Regions from separate parts of the Ovis aries genome. Here region 2 is linked to region 1. The links are chromatin contacts, called in public Hi-C maps. All regions are on one chromosome and are shown on one strand. Each heading gives the region's core, a stretch centred on a gene start, on an enhancer-like site or on the middle of the called end of the contact. The rest is flanking DNA. Distances are from core to core; before and after follow the strand shown. Region 1 has its middle 150 kb from the start of GAS1. Region 2 has its middle 170 kb from the start of TUT7.

Region 1 (4,054 bases), core at 1,051-3,550:
TTCAGTTTCGGAGCAACTGTAGGTAATGATGGATCTGCGGGCAGACAGAATGAGCAACTAAGACACCTTTGCAGCATTTTGGGAGTGAAGTAATGATGTCCTAAGATAAAGGATACAGATTTGAAAATGAAAAATGTGTGTGCACACACATACACACATAAATTCATATACATGTGTATACTTTAGGTGTCATATTGTGGTAAATCAATAAAATACCTCTCAGGCTTGAAGTATGAAGCTTGGTGGTCTAATTAATTTGTTAGCAGGAAATTATTTCTAACAGACAATGAAATCATTCATGTATCTGTAAAGAGGTGATAGGAAGTATTTTAATTAAAATACTCAGTTTACAACAAACACATTTAATAGTGTGGATTTGAGAGAAATTCACTGTTAGTTCAGTTTTTACTATTCCTTTGTGGTCTGAACTGGAACCCAGCTGTACCCCAAACTCTGTTAATTAGCATGTGCACTGGGCCTTCCCAACCTTCAGAGCCACTGTATGGGTGTGTGATCTCATTTAGGTCTCAAAACAACCCTGCAATGTGTCATAACAGAAAATAGCCTCTGTGGAGCACTTTATAATCACAGAACACTTTCCCCAATATATCCTTTCAAGGTTGTGTACATTTGTGTTACTGATGACACACAGTCTAGCTCCACGGTGGCCATGCTTGGAGTCCTCTGGACACAACGTGCCATTCTGCGGGCTTGTGCCCTGGCGCCTCTGGTTCCTTCTGGTGAAATGCCCTCTCTTGCCTTGTCCAGCTGCTGGGCCCCTGAACATTCAGGAAAGGCCTCCCCCTCTTCCTCAGGGGATGATGGAGGAGGGTTGTAGGGAAAGTGGGAGCAAGTACCAGCAGCGTGGCCCTTGGGAGGGAAGGGCTCAGCTCAGCTGGTGACCACTGTGTGACAGGGGAGGAGATCCTCCCAACTGCTTAAGTGACAGAAGTGCATGCCAACAGGCACCCTGGCCATCCATGGATGTGCCGGTGGCATCCTGACCTGGCAAAGCTATCTCCCTTGAGCTCTGAGGCAACTTCCTTCTGCACTTCTGCTCCCTAGTCAGTCGCTTCCATCCTCAGAGAATAGTACTGAATGCTCATCCCAGGACCCTGCCCACCAACCCTACAAAGTCCCCTCAAGTGTGTGTGTGTGTGTAATGCACTTCTCAGAAAAGAAAAGGAAAGAAAAGGAGTCATTTGTTTGTTTTATAAACGGGAACAAAACAATGAAGCAGAATAGCTCAGGGTCCCATTGTTGCCTGTTGCATCTGTTTAGGTACCATTTCCACCAGGAAGCCTCCTTCCGGTCCCCAGCATGGGTTTGGTGTGTCCATCCTCCCTCATGTTCTCCAAGCCCCCATTTTTACCCATATTTTAGTACATGGAGTAAATGGCAGTCTTGGTGACAAGGGACAGAGACTCAGTTCAAATTAGCTCAAGCATAGAAAATAAAAGGAGGGGAGTTATTGAGTCAAATGTTCAAACCACAGAAAGGTCCAAGTAGAGCTGGCCCTGGGTCTCACTGCTGTCAAGAGGCTATGTCTCCCCCTCATCTTTGCTCCTCTCAGGGCCTTGGTACTGTTCTTTCCTGTCACAGTGGCTTCAGCGGCCTGGATGGTGAACAGAAAGGAGAGTTTTCTCTCCCAGCTTGGATAACAGGCTAATCCCCAGACCAATTGCTCTGGTCAGAAGGAAGTCAGGGGTTGATCGCTGAGGTCACGCGGCTGAAGCTCTTCCTGGAGGGGCAGTGGGGCACTGACACGGCTAATGGAGAAATCTGTGACCTGAACCATCCTTTCCAGTTCTGTCTTCTGGGAGCATCTGCTCCTCTGCTGTAGCTGCTATTATTCATCTGTTCTTCTCTCACCCACAGCCCTTCACTGATAAGGATGATTATCTGTTCCCATTGTGCATCTTTGCTTTAGCAAATGGCCTGGACCTCAAAAGCTCTTGACGAAATACTTGAGAAATGAAGGAATGAATGAATGAAATCATATGTGATAATAGGAACTGGATTAAATCAGAAAAGAAAGCCCTGCTCTGTCATGATGACAACTCAGGAATATTCTTGTGTGAAGTGGCATTTAGTGCCCATGGGTTCTGTGCTTCTGGGGACTTTTCACTTTCTAAACCATAGGCCACATTGGAGATTAGGACTGGAGCTCATGAGGCAGATGTTGAGTACCTTCAAAATGCTCCTGCACCCTGAAGGTTGCCCACCATCCAAAGCCTCTAGCTGGGTATCTCATCCCCCTCTGCAAAGGCAGACGCACTAATCCGTCTAGAAGTCTCCATCTCCCCCAGCTAATGTCGTAGATCACGCATTGTGGTTGAGTGAACCAGGAGAATATTATTCCTGTGTAACCTTCCTAAATGCCTAAATGGCAACATCACTGTCAGAAAATGCTTAAGCACTTTGTTTTTCACCACCCTGTTTGCAAATAACAAATTAGGCTGACATGACTTTCTCCTAGAGCATTGTTTACATTGCACTTTGCCCATGAGGAATGTTTTGAATTCGAGCAAATTAAGCACTCTCCAAACGTGGTGTTTAAAATAATAAAGAACTCTCCAGAACATTTAAGGGAGGCTGAAGGCTTTCCTGACAACACCTGTGATTCACCAGCTGTTGCCATGGAATTTGGCCACAGACCCTCAGTGTGTTTTTCCTAACATTCTTTTGGCAGATGTCATTACACTCAGTTAAAGTCCTAAAGAGAACCATTTCTCTCCCTAGGATTTGCTGCAGGGAATGAAGCTGTTTTAGCATCTAGTCAGGAGAGTAGTTAGCATGAAAAGATTCCTTAAAATACAAGATATTTTTATCTCCAGGCTGCTAAGACTTCTCAATTCATAGGAAACACTATTTTGGAGTTCCATGGAAGGGCTGATTGAGAAAAGCTAAAACACACACACACACACACACACAGGGAAAAAAGAAAGACTTTTGGGACTTCCCAGGGGGGTCCCGTGGTTAAGACTTTGCCTTCCAATGCAGGGGATGCAGGTTCGGTCCCTGGAGGGGAGCTAAGATCCCACGTCTTGTGGTCAAAAACAAAACAAAACATAAAGCAGAAGCAATGTTGTAAAAAATTCAATAAAAACTTAAAAAATGGTCCACATCAAAAAATCTCTTAAAAAAAAAAGAAAAGAACTCTCACCTGAAAGTGTAGTAGGGTGACATTGTTTGACTGGGGAGCTGTTTACTGCAAAAGTGAGACTCTTTCAGGACCTGTTTCGCTGACTTCTGGAAGGCTTTATGAAGAAATGTGTCATGGTGGTCATGGAATTATCATTGCACTGTCCTTGTTATTTCACAAGTACTGGAATTTTTCACTCTGAACCTCCATGATAAATGATTATTTTAAGCTGTCATTGTGCAGGGTGAGGAGGAGACCAAATACATAAGTTATTTCTGTGCTTTTCTTAACACACTATTAAAAATTATCATTCTCTTTAAAAAGTGAGTGATAGATTCATCTACTATCTCAGATTTAATGAATTTAAGAATTCATAGTGGTAAAAGTGCTAAATTTTTCCCAAAATAGTTTATATATTGAGTGCAATTCCAAAACAATCCCAGAGATTTTCTTTCTTTTGAACTTGGCAAACTGATTATAAAGTTAATCTGGGAGAATACATTTACAAAACTAGTTAAGACAATTTGGAGAAAAAGAGGAATAAGGGAACATTTGAATTATCAGATACTAAAAAATATAACGGAGAAGGCAATGGCACCCCACTCTAGTACTCTTGCCTGGAAAATCCCATGGACGGAGGAGCCTGGAAGGCTAAAGTCCATTGGGTCGCTGAGGGTCAGACTCGACTGAGCGACTTCACTTTCACTTTTTACTTTCATGCATTGGAGAAGGAAATGGCAACCCACTCCAGTGTTCTTGCCTGGGGGATCCCGGGGACGGGGGAGCCTGGTGGGCTGCCGTCTATGGGGTCGCACAGAGTCGGACACGCTGAAGTGACTTAGCAGCAGTAGCAGCAGCAGCAAAAAATATAAAGCTGTAGTGTTTTGAAAAACATGACACAAAATGAAC
Region 2 (4,054 bases), core at 661-3,160, 390 kb before region 1:
GTTAGTGGTAAAGAAAGCCCCACCCAGAATGTACTAGGAGAGATCCAAGCAAATGAGGTCCTGAGCTTCCCAGAACTCAAGATGACCCTGAAGTTAGTGTTCACGTTTGTACTCTCAAGAGAATACCAGGGGAATAAAGGGGGGAAACTCTGCCCTTATCTTCGAACATAGATCTCTCCTTCCCTGCCCTTGCCGAGTGGAGATAAAGTGATTTAAGGCAAACAATATCTGAACAGCATTCCTCATCCTGGCTTTTAATTAAAGGAATCTATGAAAGATCAGTATTAACTCACTCAGGTCTCCAAGACCAAAAATGATTCACATAACTGAAAACAAAAACAAAATCTAGCAGAGCTCCCCCTTTGCCAAACTTTTCCGGGCTAGCTCTCTGTGCTGCTGCTTTTCATGTGATAACAGTGTGTCCTAATGTTAATAATTCTTGTATTCAAGGAACACATGTTCTTGAGTCAAACGCCTTAACAAACTGATGATCCCAGTTTCCTGTGGATTAATTTTCAGGCATAAGAAATAAATTGTCGAAGTGTAATCCCATGGTTCAGCTAGACATTGAACAAGTTTTCCCTAGAAAGTTGTCAAGGAAATCCCAGATACGGATGGTGTCACAGGTTGGGAGGTAGACCTGTGATGAATTTTTATGTGTGGGATATTTATTAAAGGGTGTCCTTGGGAAGGGGGAAGGGATCACGAGTGGGAAGAATGCAGACACATGGCAGTCTTGGCTGATGCCATCGAAGCTCTGGAAATAGAATGGCCCTTCAGAGTTACCCCAGGTGGAGGTGAGATGGACCAGCAATTAGATGTGAGCCACCCCAGAGAGTGTGTCACTTTGGACAAGACAACTTCTGTAGCTGAGGCAGTCCTGTGAGGGGCTGATGGTAAAGGCTTCGGGCCAACAGCATTCTCAGTGACTGAGACCAGTCCTTCACTGCAGGGGGCCTGCTGGGCACATCTTTATGTCCACCATAGATGGTGCTCCATCCATGTGTCAATAACACCCGTTAGAAATACTCTGGTGTGATTTGGCACCACTACTCACTTTGCATTGAGGGGTCTCCCCCTTTCTCCCTCTTTTGTTCTTATCTTCTCTAGCTCTTTGTCTTATTCTCTCTCCTGCCTTTCAAGATAATTCTCCACCCAGCTTCTACCATTAACATTTGTTTTAGCATTTAGTGACTCCATCCACATTGGTCCCTGGTTTGAGCATTGTGTTTTGAGCGCTGACCCAAAGCTTTGCATTTGGGTTTATAGCTTTAGGAGTATGTGCCACTCCCACTTCTTCTGATAAGTCATCACCCTTTCTGTGTATCATCTCTATCTGCAAAAAGAGAACATTAAACCCCAGCTTTGTTTGAGATGGGACAGCAACCTAGAGGCCACGTACTGTCTTTGACACTTAGCTTTGTCATTTTGCTTGAGAAAGTCCCTTTGAGGGACTTGGGTTTGGGTTTGGATCCAGCCTTGAATGTTTGTATATTGCCTAGCTCCCAGCCTTTGGCCCTCCTAAAAATGAGCCGGCTACTCATCAAGGGCCATACAGCAGAGCTCATATCCGTGAATTCTGAGGGAATGTCACTGAGTGTCCCTTACTACCCAAGGCCTGTAGATCTGGAAGGATCATAGCTGCTAGCATTGGCGCCTTAGCAATAACAACTGCTTTATATTTTCTGCTCAGATTCAGCTGAAACTCATCGGAAATCAGATCTGATGAGGGCCTTAGTTCTGGTGACTACACTAACCTCATCTGATCAGATTTCCAGTTAGTCAAGCTGGTTGCTGAGTCCTTTGTCCTGTTGTTTCCTTGAGGCCAATTTGGAATGGTGGTGCTTCATGAATAATCCATGGGTATTAACCAGCTGCATACAGAAGGGCATTTCCACTGTGTCTTTGCCATGGAATGTTAGATGGTTCTGATGTAATTCATAAGTAATCAGGAAGCGCTAGGCTCTGATTTAAAGTATCTAGAGACCTTTGAGGGTCTTTTCAAGTTTCCAAAGGAAAGGCACGCTATTAACTGTGAGTGGTCATAACAGGGGAATTTCCCCTGGAGAGTCTTTAATGTCACCGTTGGCTATATTACAGGGACAAAGAAATATATGAGATACTCCTCAAAATGTTTGAAACAAAACTTGATGCCAGCTTTTTTTGGTTTCTGTTGTTGCCTTAATCACCAAGTGGTGTGGGTTAAAACAAAAGCCATAATTAAATTGAGCCCAGTTTAGGGGGAAGAACTGGGCAACTCTCTGCTTAAACAGAAGCAGGTGGTGTTGGAATGCTCAGTGGAAGTGAGCTGTGAGGAGGGAATGCAGATTTTTTTTCATTGAAATCACAGTTAAAAATACTTGTGCCAGGCTGTGATTAAGATACATACATATATATATATCTTAATTTTATGTTTATATACATATATACATATAAAAACTAGGATGTGTGTGTGTGTGTGTGTGTGTGTGTGTATATATATATATATACATATATAAAACTGAGATAGACATATCTATCTCAGTTTCAGAAAAACTGTGATGGAAATGCAATACAGTTTTAATTAGAGGGTGATCTTTTGTGGTAAGGGAGGGTGGGATTTGTTTCTTTGTCTGTGTGTGAGAGAGAGAGTTTATTTTAAGGATTGCTGTAAATAAAGATGTTCTCCTATTCCAATTAGAAATGTGATTTAACTTGCACTCCATTCAGGAACTCATCCATGCTGGAATGGCCATCATTTATGTAGCAAATTTCACAATGGAAAGGAGGACGGATGGAAAGATTTGGTCAACATGTCACTGGCTGTCTGGGACAGGAGAGCTGCCCTGCCTCTCAGGACTCCTGAGAGCAGGAGTCCTGTTCTTCCCTAATCATCCTAAGATGTTCATTCCTGAGGGCATGTTTTGGTGGACTCTCCCAGTGGGGTCACATGTCTCCATGGCATGGGGAATGAAAAGGGCCACAGCCCAACTGCTGAATTTCCATTTCCCTCAGCTATTGCTGTCAGATAAAATACATGATGCCCAACTAAGTCTGAATTAAGATAAATAATGAATAATTTTTTATTAAGACTATGTCCTATGCAATACTGTGGACTGAAAATTACTCATTTTAAACCTAGACTTCAAGTTTAACCTCATGTCCTGTAATTTTATTTGCTATATCTGGCATCCCTACCTCCAAAGGGCATTTTTTCCCTCTGATGGAAAGTGAGGCTGACACTTTTTGAATTGTTAGATTTCTTTTTTGTTACTGTTGTTGTCATTGTGCTTTTAAAAAATTTTACAATTGTTAGTTTTGATCTTATTAAATTCACAAAGATGCCTGGATGAAATTGCCTAGCTCCCACTCCATCACTGAAATAGAGCCAGGCTTCATGATTTCTGCTTAAGAAAAGGATAATAAGGCAGCCAGCATATGCTCCCACTTGTACATTACCATTCCATTTTTCTTAGTTGAATGCACAGTGTAAATGCTAGTAACTTGCCAAGTTGGTTCTTTGATGATTTTTTACAGATGAGGAAAAACATTAGGGTTGTGCCTTGGGAAGACTTGTTATAAAAGCAGAGGAAGCTTATCAAAGGCCCTGATAGGACCAAAGATGATTAGTAAAATTTGTGGTGATATTACAGGTTCTGTTTCCAGCTCTGATGATAATTAGCTGTAGACCTTAAGCAAAGCACTTTATCTCTCTGGCCCTTATTTTCTCCTTTTACAAAATGAGCTGGCTGGATTAGATGACTTTTAAGGTCCATTCTGACTCTCTTATTCCACTAAAAATATGTAATTTTTCCAATACTTCAGTACTATATCATTTCTGATTTGATAACTTGGGAGTCTAATTCCGTGGAAAGCTAGGATAAAGTACTTTCCAGGCATGACAAATAACTCCAATGAATAGCAGTTGTTTTATCAGTTCAATAACAGCAGCCTGTTCGAGCAGCAGTTTCTAGTTTATTCCATTGCTCATCTTGCAACTTTTGTGTGGATTTGAGGAATCAGAAAGTGCAAGACAGGGTCTCTGTCTCAGTCTAGGGGGTATGGGATAAGGATG

What was found. A called contact is a pair of places that touch in the nucleus more often than the background predicts.
Region 2: a contact with region 1 is called in a Hi-C map of skin fibroblasts, with 5 times the contacts expected there. The contact joins two enhancer-like sites. A contact is called at or near these places in 3 of 16 Hi-C or Micro-C datasets (omental adipose tissue, skin fibroblasts and tail adipose tissue).

Annotation. Positions count from the first base shown.
Region 1 is chr2:32,949,012-32,953,065 of ARS-UI_Ramb_v3.0, reverse strand. No RefSeq gene overlaps it. Among named protein-coding and RNA genes, the nearest start is that of GAS1, 150 kb to the right of the region's middle. Within about 2 kb of position 2,300, at least 4 of the 54 cell types and tissues checked have an H3K27ac peak or open chromatin away from gene starts, as enhancers often do.
Region 2 is chr2:33,341,782-33,345,835 of ARS-UI_Ramb_v3.0, reverse strand. No RefSeq gene overlaps it. Among named protein-coding and RNA genes, the nearest start is that of TUT7, 170 kb to the left of the region's middle. Within about 2 kb of position 1,910, at least 3 of the 54 cell types and tissues checked have an H3K27ac peak or open chromatin away from gene starts, as enhancers often do.